Regions from separate parts of the Ovis canadensis genome. Here region 2 is linked to region 1. The links are chromatin contacts, called in public Hi-C maps. All regions are on one chromosome and are shown on one strand. Each heading gives the region's core, a stretch centred on a gene start, on an enhancer-like site or on the middle of the called end of the contact. The rest is flanking DNA. Distances are from core to core; before and after follow the strand shown. Region 1 holds the start of IFI30 (IFI30 lysosomal thiol reductase). Region 2 holds the start of CCDC124 (coiled-coil domain containing 124).

Region 1 (4,637 bases), core at 42-2,541:
TGTCCCCACTTGAGTGACTGACCAGTCAGGAGGCCCCCTCTAAATAACTCCAGCTGACTCTGCCCCCGCTGAGGGCTTCACCCACAGCGTGAGTGGAAACAGGGTAAAGCTCACCTCAGTCCTATGAGCCCAGCCGGGTGGAGCCTGAGCACAGAAGAGAACGTCCCACATAACCTCTAGCTGGTCTCACACTCAACCAACTGTATCTCCTTGGGAGCGTCACCTCCCATCTCCAGTCCCATTTCCTCTTACCAAGTAGGGCCAACAGTCTCTACTGGGCATCTCTGAGGATTTCATGCTCAAATGGGTGAGGTTACCTTTAGGAATTCCTCCAAATACAGCTGGTGCTTAATACCCACTGGAAAAATTGTAGCAATTATATTTATTGCTATTTCTTCAGCCCAGTACAGGACAGAATACAGACCAAGTTCCCCAAAGCCGTGTCACTTAGCCTTGGAGAAGCTTCACAAAGGAAAGGGGTTCTGCGAAGGGTTCAAAAGAATGAGGTGGGATAGTCCAGCTGTGGGGACTTCAGGGGAACCCCAGCTCCCGAACCTGCTGCTATGAGTGGTCATGTGGGCTGGGGTTTCCCCAGAACTGGCGGGGGACATGGGCTGTGGAGCCGGGGGCTGGACTGATTTCCAGGCAAGGGTGGGGAGCGTTTCCTCCGGTGGGGCCCAAATCTTTGCCTTGCAAAGTCTGAGTGTGTTGGTTCCATCCCCAACACTCCCAGCCTCCAAGCCTTTATCTGGGTTATTCTCTCTGCCCAGTCTGCCGTCCTGCGAACACCTTCCACCCTACCCCCAGCCTGGGGCAATGCTCCCTCTGTTCTGAGCCCTTCATGATAGCTTTAGTCCCTAAACCTCACTTCTCCTGCTTAATAAAAGGAGAAGTCGGGGCTTCATCACCTGAGGTGTCCAGCACAGTCCTGGAGAAAACCTGAGTCTGCCTGATTCCCCGGATTTGGGTCCTACGGGGCCAGTCCCGCATCCCATGTATTAATACAGCATACAGGCTTCAGGTAGTGACTGCTCCAACCCAGGCTTCTACCAAAGGAGCTGGCAGAGGGCAGGGGTGCACCCCTCCTCAAGCCCAGGAGAGTAGCAAGAAGGAAGACCAGCTTTCTCTTCCCACGCCCCAGCCAGGGATGGGGGTGCCAAGAGAACTGAGGTGCCACTCCCAGCACTGGCTTCTGCTTTCTGGCCCTGGCTGTGGTCAAGCCTGAGTCAGCCCCACGGGACCACACTGTCTTGAGTCGGGGAGCCTGAGAGGGGGAGGGGTGAAGCTTGGGAATGAGGAGGGGTATGGGCCAAGCTAGGAGAGGGGGCCTGGCTGCCCACGCCAGCACAAGGGATCACCTCCCATGGGAACACAGGGTAGGGAGGTCGGAGAGTCGGGTCCATGGGCTAGGACTGGGGTGGGGGTGGGGGGCTGCGGCGGGCCCCATAAAGACCTCCTTCCTCTCCACTTCTCTGTTTCTCAGTCTCTAAGCCCCCACCTCACCTCTGCTCAAGGTGCTCAGCCTCAGCTTCACAGGGCTGGGCCGGGCTGATTGCGGGGAAGGGTTGGGGGAGATGGAAGGGCAGCGCGTTGTTCAGGTGACTGGGGTCCCAGCACCTGGCGGGGGTTGGGGAAGGATGGGGCTGGGATGGGAAGAAAGACCCAGAGAGAAAAGTAGAGACACCCAGAGGCACCCGCCCGGGCCCCCGAGGGGCGTGGGCACCGGGAGGCGGGTTCCGCCTGGGGGCCGGGCCACCGCCGAGTTAAAGGCGCTTCTTCCCGGGGCCACGGCTCCCCGCCGCCGCGCGTTCGCCGCCGCTGTGATGGCCTCGTCGCCTCTCCTGCTGCTGCTGCTGCTGCTGCTGCCGCCGGAGGTCCCCGCCGCAGCGCGGTGGCCCTCGCTGGAAGCGCTCCCCGAGGGGGCGGCCCCCTGCCAGGTAGCGTCGGCGACGCGGCGGGCGGGCCAGCCGGGGCCCGCGCCCAGGTCAGGGGCCGGTCGCTCCTCTCCTCCCACCACCCCCCGACTTCGACGGGGACCACCGGGGGCCGGAGAGGATGCTACCTGGGGGGAGGGGGGTGGCGACCCCCTCCCCAACCCCACCCTTCAGTCCGGCACTTTGGCCATACTTTCTTTTCCCTTTCGCTTTCCCATCTGGAGTCCGAGTCCCTCCGCTGCCCCCCACCCCATCCTCCCGCAACTCCCTCCTCCCCCCAAGGTGCACCGAGCACCAGCTGTGTACATCTGGAGCGAGAATCAGAGTCCCCTCTTTTAGGCCAGGGGAAGGAATCCCAGACTAGCTGAGCTGCCGGCCCCTGGCCACGGGCATTCATCGAGGGTGCGTTTCGTTCCGGGGAGAGCACGCGTTTTTGTGGTCCGGAGTAAACAGATGCCCGGGAGGCTAAACCACTTGCTCACAGACAAGGCCGCCGGCCACCCCTCAGCTGGAGCCGGAAGTCAGCACCTATTAGGCGCCGCCTCTGCAGTAGCCTTGGGAGGAGTTCAGCGGGCTGGTGGAGAGGAAGAGTAAATAAGGAGTCCGAGAGGTGTAGGTCCTTGCTCAGCCCAGGGCCACGGCTCGAGGGGATGAAGTGGCCACAAAGGAGCGGGCGGTGGTGATACACACCCCCGGAAGTCTACCGAGGCGGGTGAAGACCATGAATTCTTCCACCCTGTCTCCCCCTGGGTAAGAAGTTTCATCTCCTGGAGGAAAGCAAGCCTTGTGCCTCCATTAACTGCCTACTGTTTGCCAATCTGTGTCACATCCATCTTGCAATCTGGCTGATATTTAGGAAGATTTAGGCTTTCGGTGAAGCCTCAGCATCAGACTCCCACCTGGCAAGGTGGGGAAGGAGTGTGAGATAGAACACCTACGGTCTGCAGCTTCCGTCCTGCCAGAGAGTTTAACTTGACTCACACCCCTTCCTCCCGGGCAGGTCGGTGAGCTGTGCCTGCAGGCATCGCCCCAGAAGCCTGATGTTCCCCTGGTCAACGTGAGCCTCTACTATGAGGCTCTGTGCCCCGGCTGCCGGGAATTCCTGATCCGAGAGCTCTTCCCAACGTGGCTGATGGTGTGGGAAATCCTCAACGTCACCTTGGTGCCCTATGGGAACGCTCAGGTGCCTGGGGACCTGGAAATGGAGGCACGTGGCCACAGGAAGGAGGCCTGGGGAAGGGGGCAGCCAGCACTCACCTCGTTGCTTTTCAGGAAAGAAACGTCAGCGGCAAGTGGGAGTTCACGTGCCAGCATGGTGAGCGGGAGTGCATGCTTAACAAAGTGGAGGTGAGCAGCTCTCCTCTCCCTCAGTTCCCAAGGGAGGGGCACGGAGGCTGTGGCGACTGCCCTGCTAAGGAAGGTGAAATCATGACTCAGAAGGGATTGCAGACAGCTCTGTCCCTTGCCTGTGAGCCTCCATTTAATCGTGTCTTTGTTCTCTGCTTGATTGGTGGACACCTCGTGATTATTCCTGGGGTGGTCCTTGGGGTGGAGGGTGCTCTGAGCCACTCACATCCTTGCCTGTCTGCTCCCACCCCCAGGCCTGCCTGCTGGACCAGCTGGAGCAGAAAATGGCCTTCCTGACCATTGTCTGCCTAGAGGAAATGAATGACATGGAGCAAAATCTGAAGCCGGTGAGTAACACCCCTCATTCAGCCTGGGTTGGGGGGCCCTGGCCTCCCTGCATCCAGACAGACCCAGGCTCAAGTCCTGGCCCCGACTGCCACTCTCTGTGCAGTCCCAGGAATACAGCCTCCTTTCTCAAAGATTCAGTCTCTGAATGGAAGGAACCAAGATCTTCTGCGGGGCTGCCTGATAGATCAGGGAGGGCTTCCTGGACAAGGTGCCTCTGAGCTGGGCTTCGTTGAACAGGAATATACAAGGACACAGACAGTGATCCTTCTCTGGGGTATGGAGATGACACACCTGGCCCACCTCCCTCCCTGGAGGATTATGAAAAAGAACTCCCAAAAGGGTGACTCATCTGCCCTGATTGTTTATTTATTCATCAAGCATCTGGGCCACCCAAGAGACCTGAAGCCCTGAGACACCTCCAAGCCCTGCAGAGTCATAGTGTGGCTGGGGGTGTGCCAAGGAGGAGGGAACACTCAGGAGACTCAGAGGAAGGAGGAGGAAGAGTGTTCCCAGCAGAGGGAACAGCAAGTACGGATGCTCTGGGGAAAATAAAACACTGCAGGGGTGGGGCTGCAGGTCTGGTCTTCTGGGAGGCAGCCTGAGCCCCTGCCCTGGGGGCCTCCACTCAGGCATGTGTTAAGCACTTGCTGTTTAGGAACCTTGCTGCATCCCTGGAAACCTAACTGTCTCCTGTTGGCAGTAAGGAAGCAGAAACTGGGCTTGGGGGACTGGGGGTTGCTAGAAGGAGGACCGTTGGGGAGATAACAGGGAGGAAGCTGAAGCAATGCCCCTGCTGACCAGCTCGCCACCTGCCCTCAGTGCCTGCAGATCTATGCGCCAAAGGTGTCCCCGGATTCCATCATGGAGTGTGCTAGGGGGAACCGTGGCATGCAGCTCTTGCACTTCAACGCTCAGCTCACGGACGCTCTGCGGCCACCCCACAAATATGTGCCCTGGGTCGTCGTCAATGGGGTAAGAACTCTTGGGGCCCCCCGGCAGGGACCAGGC
Region 2 (4,586 bases), core at 274-2,773, 180 kb before region 1:
CAGTCTACGGGGTCTCGAAGAGTTGGATATGACTGAACGACTTCACTTTCACTTCTCACTTTCATGCATTGGAGAAGGAAATGGCAACCCACTCCAGGGTTCTTGCCTGGAGAATCCCAGGGACGGGGGAGCCTGGTGGGCTGCCGTGTATGGGGTCGCACAGAGTCGGACACGACTGAAGCGACTTAGCAGCAAGCAGCACCAGCAGCAGTGAGCACCTAAGAGCTGTAGAATGTCAGAACAATAAAAGTAAAGAGCCCTTAGGTTTGGGAGACATGACCTCTAGCCTGGGAGGTGGCAGAAGTCACCTTGCAGAAGACTTAGCTTGTTCTGGAATGATTCACTTGACCTGCACCCCCTCAGTTATGTCAACAGATCTAAGAGTCTCCTTGTCCTCAGAAAGGTGTGACAAGTCTGGCTCTTTTTTTGAAATTTAAAAAATATATTATATATTTAAAAAAAAAAAACCTGGCTCTTTACCAGCAGAAGCTTAATTGGGTGTTGCCTTTGGCATCTCCACATCCCAACCAATACTGAACAATGATAAATGTTGATGCTGAGCCAGTTCTTGTTGGTGACAAATATCACATCAGGTGATATCAGGTTCCATTTCCCAGACATCATAGCCAAAGGGGAGACTGAAAAGAAACCAACAAAGCAAGTTGATGCGATGCAGGAAATAAAAAGAGGGCTGGGAGTGGGGCACCAACTACTTGGAGAGGTCCGAGGTCTTTCTCAGAAAGGGACATCTGAGCCAAGGCCTGAAGGAAGTGAGGGAGTAGTCCATGGGGACAGCTGGGGGCAGAGGGAATCGCACTGGCGAATTCCCTGAGGCAGGACTGTGCCTGGCAAATCGGAGAAAGGAGCCTGGTGTGGCTGGAGCTGAGAGAGAATAAAGAGGCGGCAGATGAGATGGGAAGGTGCGGTGAGTCCTGCAGGGCAGTGGGGAACCATCTGAGGCTGAAGAGCAAGGGAGATATACAATCCCACTTAGGTCCCAGCAATGTCACTGGTGTTGCTTTTTGAAGAATGGACTCTGTGGTCCTGCCTAAATCGTCCTGTCTAAATCCCCCAAATCCCCGCTATAGCTAGACCCCGTGTAATCATTTTCAGACCCCTACTGCTACCGTTTTTATAGATGAGGACACTGCAGAAAATCAAGTATAGGTGCCTACGACAAACTGCGCCCCGCCCCAAACCTAACTGCTGAATAAAAAGGGTAAGGTGTGTGCGGGGGTGGTGGAAAGCAATCCCAGAGGAAGGGTTCACTAGGAATGTTGAGTCCTTCGATTACATTTTGCTCGAATTCCATTCCTGGTCTGTAAGCCTGTTTCCTCGACCTGGACGGCGCAGCGTTTTAGGTTCTCTGTCCCTTTCTTCTGCTCCCTACCGCTTAAGCTTCGCAGTAGGGAGGCAGACGGGAGTAGGAGCAGGCACAAAGCGATGGCAAAGGGCCTAGGAGGCTTCCACAAGCAAAGCGCTTATACCGGCCACGCGGGGACCACGGATTCTGGCGCGCCCTGCCGGCCAAGCAACTCTGGACTGACGCCTCCAGACCCTCGTGTGAAACCGAGGACGCCGTTTTTCTTCTGGGCAACGGCCATCTCGGTAAGGACAATGGTCCAGTTTGTAGTTTCTGCTCCCCTCTCCTGATTAGTTAGTATATGAAGTGAGCGGAAGAGACGAGGATTTATAAAATAGTCGCTTTTTGAAGACAAAAACAAAGAGCTAACGCCCTTGATTTGGATTGGAGATCAACGCAGCATTTCCCCTACCAAGATGGCGACGAAGCCTAGACGTAATCAGCACGCGCCGCCTGGGGGCGTCGATGCGCAAGCCCCGCGGTGACGTCACGGAGGTGCGACCGGGCCGGCGCCGGGGAAGGAGGTAGGAGCGGCGGCGGCGCGGGCGGAGCCGGGGGGCGGGGTGCGGGTGAGCCCCGCGGGGTAGCAGGACCTGAGACCACCTCCCCGGGAGGGCTGGAGGTGGGGTTCTCAGAGACGAACGCACTTCCGACTCCCAGTCTCCCGGGTTCCCGCGGGGGCTATCCCCATTTCCCGGAGCGGACGACTGAGATCCAGCGGGACAGCGTCGTGTTCGAAGCTACTTAGTTCTGGTCGTGCTCCTGAGCAGCTTACAGGCTTGGGGGTGACAGAGCTGGGTACGGACGTCCCTGGCCTCATGCAGTAGGATCGGAGCTGGAGAGAGGGACGACGGGCTGGAGGAGCCTAGAAGGGGTAGCTGGAGGATTTCTTGGAGGAGGCGGTGTTGAGTTTCATGTTTTATTCTATCTTACTTTCGCATCTAATCAACCACGTGGGTCTTGATTCCCTCCTAAGTGTACTCCCTGCTTTAGCCAAAACTACTTGAGCTTCCTACTTTACCCTCCTGCTTGAGCTTCGTGCTTCTCAGTCGTCCGTTCACCACCTCAGCAGCCCCAGAGGGCTCTGAGGTCCTTGGCACCTTCCCATTACCCTGGAATAGAAGTCCGCTCTACCCAGCCTGCCTCCCCCCGACCACTGGGGGCTTGGGTCTCCCCACACCCTTAGGTTTTTCCTTTGATGTCTCCTTCAGGAAGCACTTTGACACCCCCTGGGTCAGAAGCTCCCTCCCGACTTCCCCTGCCACCTGCCTGCCCCATCACAGCTCTCATCTGGAATTAACACTCCTGTTGTCTGTATGCCACCCAGCCTGGGAATGCCATTTAGTCTGGAAGCCCATCAGCACTGCCTCTTTCCGCAGCATCCCACTCATAGTAGGTACTGCAGTGCACGTTAGGTTCAGTTGCTCAGTCATGTCTGACTCTTTGCAGCCCGTGAACCACAGCAGGTCACGCCTCCCTGTCCATCCAGCAGTGCATGTTTACTGAATGACAAAGTGTGTGTGTGTTTATTAAACAGAGGAAAAGCTGTCTGTTTTCATCAGCTCTGGCTACTATAACAAAATACCACTGACTGGGTGGCTTAAACAGCAGAAATGTATTTGCTCACAGTTGTGGAGGCTAGGAAGTCTAAGATCAAGTTGTCAACCAGTCTGGTTCCTAGTGTGGGCTTCTTCCCGAATTGCAGATGGCCACCTTACTGTGTTCTCACAGGGTGAAGAGAGCAAATTCTGGTGTCTTTTTCTTCTTGAAGGGACACCATCTCTGTTAGATTAGGACTCCACTCTTATGACCTCATTTACCCGTTATCACCTCCTCAGATGTCCTGTCTCTGAATACAGTTACAGTAAGTGTTAGTCACAAAATCAACGTGTAAATTTTGGAGGGACATAACTACTTCAGTCTTGGCCTGAAGGAGGGGGTCAAAAAAGCCCTTTTCAGGTTTGGGGATGGAATCAGAGTCTTAAGCAACACGGGGAGGGGAGGGGATGCCCCATCTGAGTTGCTGTGAGTGGACAGGGTTTTCACAGGAGGAGGGGGATGGGCATATCAGGTGAAGGCACAGCTAGAGAAGAGGCTCAGAGGCTGGGAGGAAAGTGAGTGGGAAGAGAAATGAGAAGCTGAGCTTGGACACAGCACAGGGTGTGAAGTAAATACTGAGGGCACCCTGGAAATAAATGCTTGTTTATTCATTTGCTCAAAACATTTTTTGAGCTCCCATTATACAGGACACTGATCAAGGCAGTCCCAGCCCTGCCCTTGCAGAGCTCTCAGCCTGGTGGGGAAGATGGTTGTTCAGTCGTTCAGTCTTGCCTGACTATTTTTGAGTCCCCATGGACTGGAACAGGCTAGGCTCCTCTGTTCTTCACTATCCCCTGGAGTTTGCTCAAATTCATGGCCATTGAGTCAGTGATGATATCTAACCGTCTCATCCTCTGCCACCCTCTTTTCCCCTTGCCTTCAGTGTCTCCCAGCATCAGGGTGTTTTCCAGTGAGTCAGTTCTTCGCATCAGGAGGCCACAGTATTGGAGCTTCAGCATCAGTCCTTCCAACGAATATTCAGGGTTGATTTCCTTTCGGATTGACTGGTTTGATTTTCTTCCTGTCCAAGGGACTCTCAAGAGTCTTCTCCAACACCACAGTTCGAAAGCATCGATTCTTTGGTGCTCAGCCTTCTTTACAGTCCAACTCTCACATCCATACATGACTGCTGGAAAAACCTTAGCTTTGACTGTATGGACCTTTGTCGGCAAAGTGATGTCTCTGATTTTTAATACACTATCTAGGTTTCTCATACCTTTTCTTCCAAGGAGCAAGCATCTTTTAATTTCATTTGTTCAATAATCCTGTAAATGAACATAAGATAGCAATCCAAACAAGTACCTCAAGAGAAAGTTTGTCATCTGAGAGTCAAGGGGAGTTTCCAGAAGGGGTTCCTGAAGGTGGCAACACTTTGGAGTTGGGCCCCTGAAGTTTCAGTTGGAATTAACTGGGTAAAAAGAGGAACAAATGTGGTGGGCACAGCAAGTGCAAAGGCCCTGGGGTAGGAACCTGCGTGGTAGGTTTGAAAAAAGGCAAGGCAGCTGGTGTGGCTGCTGCTGAGAGAGTGAGGGCGAAATGGGGGAGTTTCCTCAACTGAAACTGTGACCCCCACCGACTTCTTAGAGCTCTCCTGGGGAGTCCAGAAAGGTTTTCTGGTGGGTAC

The links. A called contact is a pair of places that touch in the nucleus more often than the background predicts.
Region 2: a Hi-C map of fibroblasts shows a contact between it and region 1, with 5 times the contacts expected there. The contact joins the promoter of CCDC124 here to the promoter of IFI30 in region 1. A contact is called at or near these places in 2 of 2 Hi-C or Micro-C datasets (fibroblasts and lung).

Annotation. Positions count from the first base shown.
Region 1 is chr5:19,604,962-19,609,598 of ARS-UI_OviCan_v2, reverse strand. It overlaps IFI30 (IFI30 lysosomal thiol reductase), which reads left to right and starts at 1,291. Exons shown (of 7, transcript XM_069589066.1): 1 at 1,291-1,937; 2 at 2,935-3,117; 3 at 3,207-3,281; 4 at 3,536-3,628; 5 at 4,449-4,601. The coding sequence starts at 1,575.
Region 2 is chr5:19,786,441-19,791,026 of ARS-UI_OviCan_v2, reverse strand. It overlaps CCDC124 (coiled-coil domain containing 124), which reads left to right and starts at 1,523. Exons shown (of 5, transcript XM_069589077.1): 1 at 1,523-1,887.